Linked DNA regions of Mus musculus: regions 1 and 3 are each linked to region 2. A link is a contact called in public Hi-C and HiChIP or PLAC-seq data. All regions are on one chromosome and are shown on one strand. Each heading gives the region's core, a stretch centred on a gene start, on an enhancer-like site or on the middle of the called end of the contact. The rest is flanking DNA. Distances are from core to core; before and after follow the strand shown. Region 1 holds the start of Dnajb6 (DnaJ heat shock protein family (Hsp40) member B6). Region 2 holds the start of Cenpa (centromere protein A). Region 3 holds the start of Ift172 (intraflagellar transport 172).

Region 1 (4,583 bases), core at 265-2,764, 930 kb after region 2:
GAAACTTCCAAGTCAACCATACCTACAAAAGGCAGCATTTCTTCCCATATTTCTTTCATGTTCTTCCTAATTCCAAAGCTCCACCCAAGTGTGTGTACTGATGACACCGTAATCACACACCGGAGGGCAATTCGGCCTGTGGTGGCGATATCCCAAAGTACAACAAAGGAGTCCTTCCAGGAATCAGTAAGTCTACTGTGGGGTTTACTTTACAAACAAGAACAGACTAAGTTCAAATATCAGGGCGCTTGTTCTTTAGGTTGTTCCCTCCTCTGGCTTTTATGTCCAATATTTCTACTAAAACAGTTGCCTTAAAGTTGGTATCACTTCCCTAGCAAGCTGAGCGTCCTGAGATTCTACGGCCTAGAATGCGTAAACCCTAACCACAAATCTAAGGTTCAAATAAAGACGTTACAAAAAAACCAAAGTGGCTGCACTGGGCAGGCACTCCCCACCTTAGAAGGTGGGACCATCCCCACCATTCCCTTTCAACGGTTCACATACAACTTCTTCGGTAACAAAGCTTTTAAAACTTGACAAACCCCTCCTGTTTAAAAAAAAAAAAAAAAACTCCATCTCCAAAGTTTTTAAGACCTTTTAGTTTGCAGTGCAGAGTTCCTTGTCAACACAACCGAAGTAAATTAAGACTTAGTGTAAACTCCAGTTACATAAACTTTGTTACGTAAACCACAGCAAAGCAACCTTCGAGGCCAACATCAAACTAGTTTTAAAAGTAAGCTGAGCCAGGCGGGTCGCCTAGCAAACTTCCCAACAGTCCCTGGAAACCGCCTTGGCCTTCCCACCCGGCCCCCTTCGCTGCCTGGAGGCCTGGGCCGGTGATTGCGCCTTCCATGGGAGTCCTGCTCTTCGCAGGCCACCTGACCCCTTGCTTGCAGAATGCAGTGAGGACGCCAGGACTGGGTGACACCAGCCTTGCCTACTCCTGGAGCTCTGCGGCCGACCTAGCGCGTGCCGGACCCAACCGCCACCTTCGACCAGAGAACTAGGGAAGCGGACCGCAGCTAAGCCCCGAGCTAGGCCTGACCAAGAACGGCAAACGCTCTCCACAGACCCAATCTACAACCGGCCCAGACCAGGAACACCTTAAGCCCCAGACCTAGACACAAGACTACAGCCTAGACTGGAACCCGTTCGGCCTTGTGAGCAGTACCGGCCCCACTGTCGACCCGGTTCCTGCACCCGTATTCCGGGAGCCAAGCGGGTTAGCCCATTCGCAGGCCTTCCCCTCCCGCCGTAGTCAACCCTGCTTTTCGCCGCGGCTCGCGGACCCTCACCGAGGACACGGCGGCCAGCGAGGAGGGAAGTCAGGCGGCCGGTCTCCTCGCGGCTGTGGCACAGCTGCGCTGGTGGCGGTGGCGGCGGCGGCGTCTCCTCGCGCTTTCCTTTCTCTTCTTTTCTCCAACAACAAACAGGAAGTGCGTCACGCGGTGGCGGCGCGGCCCGGCGACGTCGACTTCCGCCCGGCCCTGAAGCTAACGTGCGCAGCAGCCTCCGTGCGCGTCGGACTTGATAGCGCTGGTCTAGCGTTCCGGAAGATTCTCGGAGCTGAGGACGGTGGGATTCTGGAGGGTTTACATAGGCGAAGGTGGCTGAATAGGGCGGGAAGCGTCCCCTTGCGCAAGCTCTGTGCCTGGAGGGCTCTAAAGCCTGAGGCGACTGTAGCCGAACCAAGGAGCCTGCGTTTGCCCGGAAGCAGGCTGGGAGGAAGGACGCTCACAGCCTCTGACACAGTGGATTCGGAGATAAGGACCTGATAGCGTAGTATGACTCACACTCCTATGGACTTGGAGAATTGTGGTCCCGAGGTTCGGCCGACCCAACAAGCAGGCCCGACTTAGAGTGAACCGTGAGAGGCCTCATCATTACCAACTCGCAGTGCTGAATCCAGGGTCTAGATTTCAAACACGGTTATTTTAAAGATGTATTTACTTTTTGTATGTGAATGTACTGTCTTCGGACACACCCGAGAAGGACATCAGATCCCACAATAAGCTCCTGTCTCAATAAATCAATAAGCTCCTGTATAAATAAATAGACATTTAAATCCTCACCCCACCCCCACTTACACCCATAGGATGAGTAGTTTTTCATCTTGCCCAGTAAGTTTCAAAAGGTTAGCTAACACTGCACTGGAAAGTAAGAATGAAAGAGAACATATTGATCTCAGAATGTTATGGTTGGACGCCCACCTTCTCAACGCCTGAGAAGGACAAGCACAGAAGATGTGGAGACCCATGATCTGAAGTCACAGATCCTTGGATGCTCCCTCACATGTAGGATATACTCAACTCCAGATAGAACCCTCCAGAATGGCTCCTTGTCTCCTTGCTTCTGTTCTGCCCCCAAGGTTCCCAAACACTACACTTCCCCTTTTGTGAAACATAGAATTTGGCCAGATCTCTTTTCTAATTGACTTTCAGCCCTACAAGATGGCTGTCCAAGACTGAAATGAAAACTAAGCACAAAAGTTCCCGCCCTTTCCTTTACCTTCCTCCACCTCTCCTTCCACCTTTCTGCTCTCAATCTTACCCACTACCACCCTCAATGGCAGGAATCAAGGAGTCTGGCCTAGTGACGAGTGGAAGGTGTGTGTGCTTGCATACTCCAGGGCTGACAGCCCAGCAACCCAAGCTTTCTATTGAAGCAGCGCCGAAAGACAAAGCCAGTTATAAGGTAGAGAATAGGGAAAGGAGTCCCCTCGCCTCAGAGTCTGGCTGAAGCCTCTTGCCACATGACATTTAAGAATTCTAACACGCAGGGCAGTGGTGGCAAATGCCTTTAATCCCAGCACTTGGGAGGCAGAGACAGGCAGATTTCTGAGTTCCAGGCCAGCCTGGTCTACAGAGTGAGTTCCAGGACAGCCAGGGCTGCACAGAGAAACCCTGTCTCAGAAAAAAAAAAAAAAAAAAAAAAAAGAATTCTAACACAGGGTCTGAGGAGATGACTCAGTAAAAAACATTAGTTGCTCTTTCTAGAGGATCTGAGTTCAATTCCCAACACCCATATCAGGTGATCCACAACTGCCTAGTACTCCAGCTCCAGGGGATGTGATTCACTCCAGACATGTGCATGTTTGCATGTAGACCTAGTTTTATCTTTCCCCAGAGCTTTCAAAAGACCCATGATATTAAATCTATATTAAAGTCTTTTGGGGGCTGGGAATGAACACCTTGTTTGTTTGTTTGTTTATTATTATATCTAAGTACACTGTAGGTGTTTTCAGATGCACCAGAAGAGGGCATCAGATCTCATTACGGTTGGTTGTGAGGCACCATGTGGTTGCTGGGATTTGAACTCAGGACCTTTGGAAGAGCAGTTGGTGCTCTTAACCACTGAGTCATCTCTCCAGCCCCAATGAACACCTTATTAATCCCAGAATTTGGGAGGTAGAGGTGGAGGATCTCTGTGAGGTCAGTTCATCCAAGACTACAGAATATATAGAATGAGACTTCTGTTTTTAAAAAAAGCGGAAAAAAAAATGAAAAAAAAAATATAGGTCTCTGAAAAGAAATCCTCAGGCATCACTTCCATTTCCTGGTTTTTTGTTTTGTTTTTTGGTTTTTGATTTTTGTTTTTTTTTTTTTTGTTTTGTTTTGTTTTTTTTTTTGAGGCAAAGTCTTACTGTCTTGTTTGTGTAGACCTCACTGGCAACAACCTTGAGATAATCTTCTTGCCTTAACCTCCAGAAATTAGAAATTACAGGTAAGAGCCACCATATTCAACACCCCTTGACTGAACAATTTGGAAAAAAAGTGTTCATGGATCTGGGAGTATAAGCCAGGGCTCCAGACAAGCCTTGTGTGCACCAGCTCCTGGGTTCAATCTCTTGAAGACATTTTTCTCAGTGACAACAAAGACACACAAACAGAGTTAATTTCTCTTTGCAGAATAGTGTGCCATGACCCAAACTAAGCTAGCAAGCATAACACAAGTTCAGATTTGTATCTTTTTCCCTTTGGCTGGGACAATCTGACCTCAGTCTTGTGGCTGGCTAGGGTTTTTTTTTTTTTTCCTTTTTTTTTTGGGGGGGGGGGGGTTGTTGTTTGGTTGGTTTTTGATTTTTTGGTTTTTTTTTTTTTTTTGAGACAGGGTTTCTCTGTGTACTCCTGGCTGTCCTGGAACTCACTCTGTAGACCAGGCTGGCCTCAAACTCAGAAATTCACCTGCCTCTGCCTCTCGAATGCTGGGATTAAAGGCGTGTGCCACCACGCCCGGCAGCTGGCTAGTTTTTAAAGAGTTGGTGCAAAGAAAGGAAAAAGACATGGGAGGCCAACAGGTTCCAGAAAGGCAGTGGTGCTTTTGTACAAACAAAATTTTACCAGGTTGGGGAGATTAAAAGATGTGCTGCAAAGTTTTACAAGTAGGATAGATTTGTGGAATCTTGGCAGGCTGGTTATCTTGGATAACAAACAAACCAAAAAATTCTCCTACCTCACCCCCCCCAACCCCCCCCCCCAAAAAGGAAGAGAGAAAAAGAAAACAGAGTAGGATGCAAATGTTATATTTTCCCTCCAAGCATTTATCATATAACTTAGGAACAGGGGTGGTTCCTCTGTAATTTA
Region 2 (4,373 bases), core at 1,196-3,695:
GAGAACTGAATGCCGTGCCGTGTGCGATCCATCGCTGAGAGGCAGAGGTAGGAACCTCCACTGGGCTACATGGAGAGAACTTATTCTCTCCCAGAAAAGAAAGATTTTGAGAAATAGAAGAGGAAGAGAACTCCAAGACTCATGATACACAAACAGGTGTTTATGAAACGGAAGTGATCAGAGATGACCTGGAAAGAACTGCATTCAAACACCCTGAGGCTGGGTCTCAAAGGTCAACGTTAGCAGGTGGGAGCCCGAGAATTTCAAGCAGGACTTACACACTAAAGCTCTCTCCAGTCAGGCCCACAGGCCCTCACCTACAGTTCCAACACCTGGAATACAGAGACAGGGTGTCCTGAGCTCAGGGTTAGCCTGGGACACATGGATGTCACTGTCACACACCTAAAATGGTTTTATTTTATTCTATGTGTATGTGTATCTGTTTTGCCTATGTGCATGTCTGTGTGTGTGCAGTACCTGCAGAGGCCAGAAGGATCCCCTGGAAATGGAGTTACAGATGGCCGTGAGCTGTTATGTAGCAAGAACAACACAAAGTCCCTTACAGCACAAAAGGGAGATATGTCTAAGGGCCCACATAAAAGAAGGGTTGGTTGACTTGGGAAAGGAGGGGGCACCTAGCAAGGCCTGAGGCTGAATGGAGAGGAAGGAGGGGGGAATAAAAAGCACCAAATGGCTGGAAGAACAAGGTCAGCAGACAAGGGCAGTAGGAGAGCCAAGAAGTGGGCGCAGCTGATGTAAAACTTTTCCCTAAGATAAGAGTAATGGAAGGTTGCTTCTACACTGGAAGTCCACATCGAACATCAGCTCTGGTCGAGCGGTACAACCATGACCACATTATTCCCTTAGGGGCTCACCATACCTCAATGAGAAATAGAATGTGGTGGTGCATGCCTTTAATCCAAGCACCAGAGAAGCAGAAGCAGGCATGTAAATCTAATTCTAAGTCCTTCCTTACCCCCCTTTTTATTAACAAGCTGCTGGCATTAAGCTAGGTAGGTTCTGAGATATTCTTTTTTTTTTTTTTTGAGGCAGGGTTTCTCTGTATAGCTCTGGCTGTCCTGGAACTCACTTTGTAGACCAGGCTGGCCTCGAACTCAGAAATCCGCCTGCCTCTGCCTCCCGAGTGCTGGGATTAAAGGCGTGCGCCACCGCGCCCGGCGGTTCTGAGATATTCTAACCCGGCTAGGCTGCTGTTACCAGGCTATATGACCCATTATTTGCCATCTGATCTTGCCCTGGCTCTCTCTGGTCCATGTGGGTCCTCATGGCTGCTCTCTTATCCAGACCTCATGAGTAATCCTTCTTCACCCACATGGTCTCTCCATCTCTTCTTCTCACCTGGTCTCTTCAGGACCCTCTGATTGGGAACAGAAGTCCCACTCTTCTTTCTTCTGCCCAGCCAATTGGTTGATCAGCTCATTAACCAATCAGAGGTGATGGAAAACAGTTTTTACATCACATTGAGGCAGTGTCTGGATTGTAACCAGATCTCAGAAATAGTTCCTGAATACACACTGCATACAACCATCCCCAACACAGGCAGAGATCTGTGAGCTCTAGGCTAGCCTAGTCTACATAGCACGTTTCAGGTCAGCAAGCCAAGGCTACACACCGATACATACCGAGTTCCCGTCTTAAAAAAAAAAGGGTCGGGGAGAGGGTTGGGGATATAGTTCTGTAGTAGAACCCTTGCCTAACATACACGGAGTCCTGGGTTCCATCTCTAGTGCTGCAAATAAATAATAAAGAGTAGGAGTTAGAAAGCTGGTTCAGCTGTTAATAGCCCAGGCTGCTCTTCCAGGGGGGCCGAGTTCTCTTCCTAGCACTCTAAAAAAAAGGGCAGCTCACAACTGTAACTCCGGCCCCGGGGTTCCGACGCTCTCTTCTGGCCGTCGCCAGAGCACGAACACAAAATAAATGCAAAATACATGCAAAGTAAATAAATGCAAAAAAAGACCCCGTGTCCGTCAGAATGAGTTTGTCTTTGCTCCAACTCCTTGTCTTGTCTGCATTTCGTTTTTCTCCCTGCTGTAAACCGGTCAGGAACAAACAAGCAAACAAACAAACAAATAAACAAAAAAACCATTACCCCTACGCGAGGTTAGCGGCAAGCCGTGACCAGGAACCGTCCCTCTACAGGCCCGGCCCCACAGGATGACCGCACCGGCCTCGGAGGTGCAGGGCAGGCTCGCTTACCTACACTGGAGCTCTGTCGCGAGGGTCCAGGCGCCGGGCTGGAGGGTCTCCTCCTTGGGGTCTGCGGTTTGCGACGCGGGCCCATGGCTGGCCTCGAGGGGCCGGGTCCCGCCGCCTTCCCTAAGCCTTCTTGGTCCTGCTGCCGAAACCGAACGCGAGCAAGCCCAAGGTGCGCGTCAGGACCGCCAGAACTCGGTCGCCAGCAGTTCAAAAAATCACCCGCCCCTCCCACCGCATCTTTTAAATCCCAACTTTGTGACTCTCAGTGGCTGGTTCTGGAAAGCCAGCGTGGAGCGACATCCAGATAAACCAATGAGAATAAAGGTCTGAAGCCAATGGGTACTTGAAGACGGGAAGGAAGGCAGGATTTCCCCACCCTTTTCCTGTTGATCTCTTTTTCAGATGCCCTCTGGGCAGGACGGCTCAGTTCTTACGTGGGTGGTGGGTTTGTAGAGCTCACTTCCTCAAAAGTTTTATGCTTTTCTATCAAACGTTGAGGTGGCTTTAAAAATACGGAAACAGATGCCCAAGAATGTGACAGCTCCACACAGCACCCGTGACACTCCTGAAAGCAACCAGCAAATATGATTCAGAAGCCTGGTTAACTGCATGACCTTTTCAGAAGATAGGGTCGTGGGGACAGCCAGGACGGAGGAATCTGAGGACAAGGTCCAGGCAGGGCAGGCGCCAGCACTATTATTGGACCATGCTATCAAACACAATGACAGAATTGCCTGAGAAAAAAACCGGCTTTTCCTTTTCTCCCGGGAGTAATATGAATTCAGGTCATGGCTCCGTAATTAGAATAAAGAGAATTTCGTCATTTTGCTTTTTTGAGTTTTCTAAATGATCTATCATGAACGTGTACTCTAATCAGGAAAATACTTATATAATCAGTGGTTTCATAGAAGCCTGGTGGAACATTGGGGTGGGTGGTGTAAAATGGCACAGCTGCTATGGAAATGTGTCATGGTTCGAATCTGAAATGTCCTCCAAAAGTTTGGTGTCCTCTGTGCAGCAGTGTTCAGAGGTTGGGCCACAGGTGCTCTGACTTCATCTGTGTATTCCTTTAATCCCAGCACTTGGGAAGTAAAAGCAGGTTTGTTATAAGGACAGGGCCAGTAGACCTACATAGTGAGTTCCAGACTAGTCAGAGCTATGAGCAAGATTTTATCTTATTTATTTTATTTTATTTTTGTCTCAAATAAACAAAAGACCAACAACCAACTCGTTCAATCTCCAGTATTTTACCAACAGACATGAAATTTAAACATAGAATTACTATATGATCCAGAAGTCCATATATATATATATGAAGACATCAGGATCCTCAGCAACTGTTAATTAGTCAGATAATATCCGTGTATGAAGTCTGCTCTAGACAGATAGCCCTTTAGTAAACTAGAAGGAGAAAGCTAGATTGAGGACAGACTCTACGATTCATAAGAAACTGATGATACTACCTATATAACTGTAATGGTGTGTGGGTTAAGGCATAAGAGGAGGGTAGTGCTTATTAACGTACGTAGTTTTGCATATTTTGGCTTTTGAACCAATCGGACTGTTGTACTGCAAGTGGGGGTGGGGCACCGGAAGAACGCAGGGCAAAATCCGAAATGAAGATCCACAGCTTGTATCTTCCTTCACCAGGCCGGAAGGGGAAACAGTGGAAGTCTGGGCCAGATGCTGTGATTTGTGGTTTCTTCTTTGGGTACCTGGCTGTCACTGGTGTACTGCCAGGAGTCAGGAATGGGGGTCCAAGATTTTACCCCCCTCCAACATCTGGGCATGCCAGGTGGAGAGGTCGAGGCAGAGCCCAGGATGAGTGAAACCTGGTCTGACTGGGAGTGAGGGCAGAGCGTGCTGGAAGAACTGGAGAGGAGAAGACCTTGCTCAGGGGTCTTAGGCGCAGCTCTTTAGTCAAAGGCCTTCTTCACCTCGTTTCTGAATGAAACAACTTTCTGAGACAATCTTTGCTTGCTCCTATTGCTTTATTTAATGATGGATGTGAATGCATATACTTTATTTGGGGTGAACCAGGGATTATATACCTCTTGTGGGAAGGAATATCTAGGAAGGGGCGCTCATTGGCTGAAGGCTCAGGGCTATCTAGATATCTCATTAGCATGGAGAAGAACTATAGATGTTGTGCTGGG
Region 3 (4,486 bases), core at 1,285-3,784, 620 kb before region 2:
GTGCAGAGGGATCATCACTGAAAGACAGAATAGGCGGTGTGTCGGTGTGTCTGTGTGTGTGTACACTGTGTGCATGGAATGTCTGGGATGGAGGAGTCCAGAAGGCAAGGGTGGCATATTTACCTTTCTGGAATTCAGGATGGGTAATTTTTCTCTTACAGAAAAAGTCTCCATCAATCAACACCATTGATGTTTGATCGGATGAAGAACCAGAACCAGAAGAGAGGATGCACTGTGAGGATGCACTGTATGAGTAAGGGGGCGGGGGCAGGAAAGCCTAAGATGGTGACCCGCTTGAGACTCCCACAAGGCAGTATGCTCCCAGAATCCCAGGCTGGTACCCATCCTCTTTCCACTGTAAGCAGGGCCAGAATGTAGGTCTGGTAGATTCTGTATCCCTGGACTTGGGAGTGGATATCAAATGGAATATCTCCCATCCCCCAGGTCCAGGGGAGAATCACTTATTCAACCCTATCCCACTAGGTCCTCGCTAGGGGCCCCATGTCACCTGCATCAGGACTATTGGCACTCACTAGCTGCCCCTACAGCTTGCCTCTGGGCCTCAGAGAGGGGTGTTTCTGCCCGGGTTGCCCTCCTTCAGTGAGTCAGAAGAACCTTCTGGGCCTAGAGGCAGACGCTGCATTGCACTATTCCAGTGTCTTCCACGGAGCCTCTGGGGCTCCTCCCTCACCTGGCAGCCCCTCCAGCTGCTGGTGATCTCACCCCTGGGACATTTTTCCAATAAAGGTTCTGGACAAACTGGAACTGACTGGTTCCTGTATGGTATGCTGAAGACATCTCTACACCTTGTCAGTTCTTCTCAGGCCTCCACCAACCTGAAAGGACAGAGTCTTGATAAGATGTTTGCGTCAGTGTAACAATGTATTCATCTAAGATGGGCGGGGAAAGACAAAAGGGGAGGGGATGAAAGCCAAAGGCCTCCCTTCTTTGTCTTTGCTGAATGAGAAGAGAGAAAATGAGAAGTCACAGTTTTCATACCAACAGAAACCAGGCCATGTCATATAAAAGGGCCAGTAGATTTTTTTTTTATCTTTGTTCAGGACCTTGTGCATACTAAGCAAATATTCTACTGTTGCGCTATATAACCAATCCCTTCCCTGCACTTTTGACTCCAGCACTCACTTTGGGGAAATGGTCAGAAGGGCTGAGCTGTCTTAGGAGCTGACAGGAGAGCAGCCACCACTAATGTGCCCTTGGTGCCATGTGTTCTCACCCCGGGCACACCAGTGCCTCGTCTTTGTTTTCTTTTTCATCTATGTCTTTGTTCATTCAAAGTTAATAATAATTGTAATCCATAAATGAGTTTATATTTATACTCTAACATATCCAGAGGATTCTAGAAATAAAGCTGAGGGGTTTGGATGCCCCTATCAAAAAAAGTATAATTTGAGTTCTGGGACCTATTTGTTACCTGTGAAAAAAGGGAATCTGTCCCCTTCTGATTCTTAATTTTCTAGAGGGATGTGGTGGCAGGAAGAGAAATACTCGTTACCATTGGCAACTGCAGTGCGCTCAAGGCTTTGGGCCCAGCATTTGCCTGGGGGGCATATGCTATGCTTTTAGGGGGGGATAGGGCTTGCCCACCTTGGGTCATTTAGAGAAGGCCTATGACTAACGTTTCTGCATTTCATTCTGTCTCTTGATCTTTTGGGAGAAACAAGAACAAAAATTATTGAAAGGATCCCAAAGAAGATGGTATCTTTTTTTGCTTAACTAATCACAACCACAGGTGTCATGCAGCTCTAAACTAGGAGGGGAACCAAGCTCTGGTCTGCCTCCTGCACTGTCCCATAGAGACATCTGGGTTTCAGGAATCTGCCTTGAACTCAATGACCAAACAGGGTGCCTTTTCTTTCCCTAGCCAGTGCTTCCAATATATCCACCATATCCTGGATAATTTCCTGAGACTGTGTTTCAGAGTAGAGAAGTTGGGCATGGAGACAATGAGTTGAGGAGAGTTGAGCCTTCTTACGGGAATTAAAAGGTTATTAGCTGTGGGTTAAATGCCGGTTCCACCCTTTACAAGCTGTTTTAACTTTGGCGAGTAACTCCTTTAATCTGCCTCCTGTTGGGTAAAATGGGTCTGTACCGCTGCTGAATTCAAACACAGTGCCAAGTATATCCTTGAGCTTTCACTGTTATCTGTCAGTATTGAGTGGCCTCCCGCAAGTCACCTAAGTTTTGGGATGACGTGAAGATTTCAGCTCCGCGAATTGTCTTTTGCCTCTCGTAGCACCTGCCTTGCTCTCCTCCAGAGTTTAAGCAACTAAAGCACATCTGGCCGGGTAGGACAATAAGAAAACGTAAGGATATGGTGACGTAGAATCCGGAGAGGACCGAAGACTTGTGGGCGGAGGTTTGCGTTAGGTTTGCATGCAGCCACAGGATTGGTCGCGGAGAGAATTCCACAACCCCTCTTATGGGCCCGCCTTAGGACTCACTGCGCTTGCGCACGTCCTGTTCGCTCCGTCGCGAACCCACTACGTGACCTTATGACGTATGTCGCACTCACGTTGCCTGTGCGTCAGCGGTTAGCGCCGCCGATGCTTGGCGGGTTGTCCAGGTAACCACGGGAGTTGTCTCGGTCAGTGAGCATCCGAGACCGGTGTACGTCATGCAGTTGAAGCACCTGAGGACCCTGCTGAGCCCTCAGGTGAGGAATCGCATGCCTCTTCCATTCCCAGGCCACCAGGCGTTCAAAAAAAAAAAAAAAAAAAAAAGTAAGGGAACATAAGTTCATACTTTTTGAGCGTCTACTTTGTTCAGAAGACCGTGAAAGCTCTTTCAGCAGGCGACATGCATCACTAACGACTCTAAGCTTTCTTTGCATGACATTACATCAGTTGAGTGCCAGGCCCCAAGCTTAGGCTCTCCGGGATCACCCGCATTACGCGTCAAGGCTCTTTTTGGAAGGAGAGGCGCATATATAGTCAACCTTCATAAGTCTACACAGGATGAAATGAGCACTTTAGATATAAACCCTAAAAAAAGGTAGAGCAGAAGCTGAACCCTCTTTTGGATTGTGAAAGTGTGTCTCCTCAGAAGCAGAAGAGGCTGGGTGGGCGCTGGAGGAGGAGCCCAGAGACATAAACGAAGATTATGTTTGGTTTGGGCGTGAAGAGGACAGAGTCTCTGTCTTAGCTTAGCTCCAACACTGACTTGACCAAATGGTATTTCTGGCTTTAACCATCACCATACGCAATCATTCTATCACTAGCTTCTTCATCTGGTAAAGAAAAGGCGCAGGGAGAGCAACTGTAAGCGACTTAGGAGAATGTTAAATAAAGTTCTACACAGAACAGAATCTTATAAGCCTTGGTAGCCCAGGCTAGTAATCTCAGCAATTGTGGAGGTAGGAGGATCAGGAATGCAAGGCCATTCTTAGCTACGTGGAGAGTTCAAGGCCAGCCTGGGCTACTTGAGACTCTTAGGAGAGGGGGTAGGGGAAGGGAGAGAAGGGAAGGAAAGGGGAGGGGAGAAAAGGGGAGGGGGAAGGGGAAAAGGGAGAGAGGAGGGAAGGGAAGGGGAGGGTAGGAGAGAGAGAGGGGGGAGGGGAGAGGAAGAGGAAGAGGAAAGGCCTGTGAGCTGGCTCACTGGCTAAGGTACTTGCCACTAAGCCTGACCTCCTGAGTTTGAGCCCTGTGACCCACACAGTGGAAGGAAAGAGCCAGCTTGTGCAAGTTGTCCCACCCCACTCAAAATGTAAGGAAAAAGTTTTAAAGAGCATAAGAAAACTGGAAAGCCATAAGAAGGATGATTGACAAGAGAGAAAGGCATTCCAAAGTGAAAGGACAGGCTAACACAACACAGATAAGAAGGTTGGCTATGGGGGAAATGACTCATCACCAGCGTGGGAAACTGAGTTCAGATCTCCAGCATCCTCTTCAGAGCCAGGTGCACCTGTAATCTCAGTGTTTCGAAGGTAGACAGGTGGTCCCTAGAGTTCTAGTCCTAGAACTGGAATTACGAGCTTTCAGTGCAATGAGAGACTCTGTCTTTCAAAAAGTAAGATGGAGAATGACTGTGAAAACACTTGACCTCTGGTCTCTACATGCACACATAGACAGGCCCATATAGCAACATCCTCCCGACACACACAGACAGACAGACAGACAGACTCCCTTACCTGATTGTGCTGTTACATGCCTGTAGTCTTAGAACCTAGGAGGCTGAGGCAGGAGGATGGCTGTGAGCTCAAAGCCAGTTTGAATATGTAGCAAGAACTTCTTTTTAAAAAGTAAGAGTAGCAAGCATAATGGCTCATGCCTGTAGTATGAACACTCAGGAGCAGGAGGTAGATTTCTGTAAGTTCAATGCCAGTCTGCTCTACACAGCGAGTTCTAGGCTACACAGAGAGATCCTGTCTCAAAAATTAATTCTAAGAATAATATATGGCAGAATTAAGCCATCAATACATATACCATTAGACATTAGAATTACAGCTTATATAGTCAAACATACATGG

What was found. A called contact is a pair of places that touch in the nucleus more often than the background predicts. HiChIP or PLAC-seq counts read pairs in DNA pulled down with a chosen protein or histone mark.
Region 1: a contact with region 2 is called in an H3K27ac HiChIP or PLAC-seq map of thymic regulatory T cells, with 6 times the contacts expected there. The contact joins the promoter of Dnajb6 here to the promoter of Cenpa in region 2. A contact is called at or near these places in 4 of 39 promoter capture datasets (cranial neural crest, embryonic stem cells, neutrophils and 1 more), 1 of 115 datasets of contacts at active chromatin or transcription factors (thymic regulatory T cells) and 1 of 9 other capture datasets (liver).
Region 3: a Hi-C map of muscle stem cells shows a contact between it and region 2, with 2.5 times the contacts expected there. The contact joins the promoter of Ift172 here to the promoter of Cenpa in region 2. A contact is called at or near these places in 1 of 39 promoter capture datasets (frontonasal cranial neural crest) and 1 of 484 Hi-C or Micro-C datasets (muscle stem cells).

What each region holds. Positions count from the first base shown.
Region 1 is chr5:29,732,829-29,737,411 of GRCm38.p6, reverse strand. Dnajb6 (DnaJ heat shock protein family (Hsp40) member B6) reads right to left here and starts at 1,514. Exons shown (of 8, transcript NM_011847.4): 1 at 1,296-1,514. Gm5129 (predicted gene 5129) reads left to right here and starts at 1,476. Exons shown (of 1, transcript NR_028426.1): 1 at 1,476-2,078.
Region 2 is chr5:30,664,958-30,669,330 of GRCm38.p6, reverse strand. Cenpa (centromere protein A) reads right to left here and starts at 2,445. Exons shown (of 5, transcript NM_007681.3): 1 at 2,218-2,445. The coding sequence starts at 2,302.
Region 3 is chr5:31,289,162-31,293,647 of GRCm38.p6, reverse strand. It overlaps Ift172 (intraflagellar transport 172), which reads left to right and starts at 2,534. Exons shown (of 48, transcript NM_026298.5): 1 at 2,534-2,674. The coding sequence starts at 2,636. It overlaps Fndc4 (fibronectin type III domain containing 4), which reads left to right. Exons shown (of 7, transcript NM_022424.6): 7 at 162-1,406. The coding sequence ends at 197.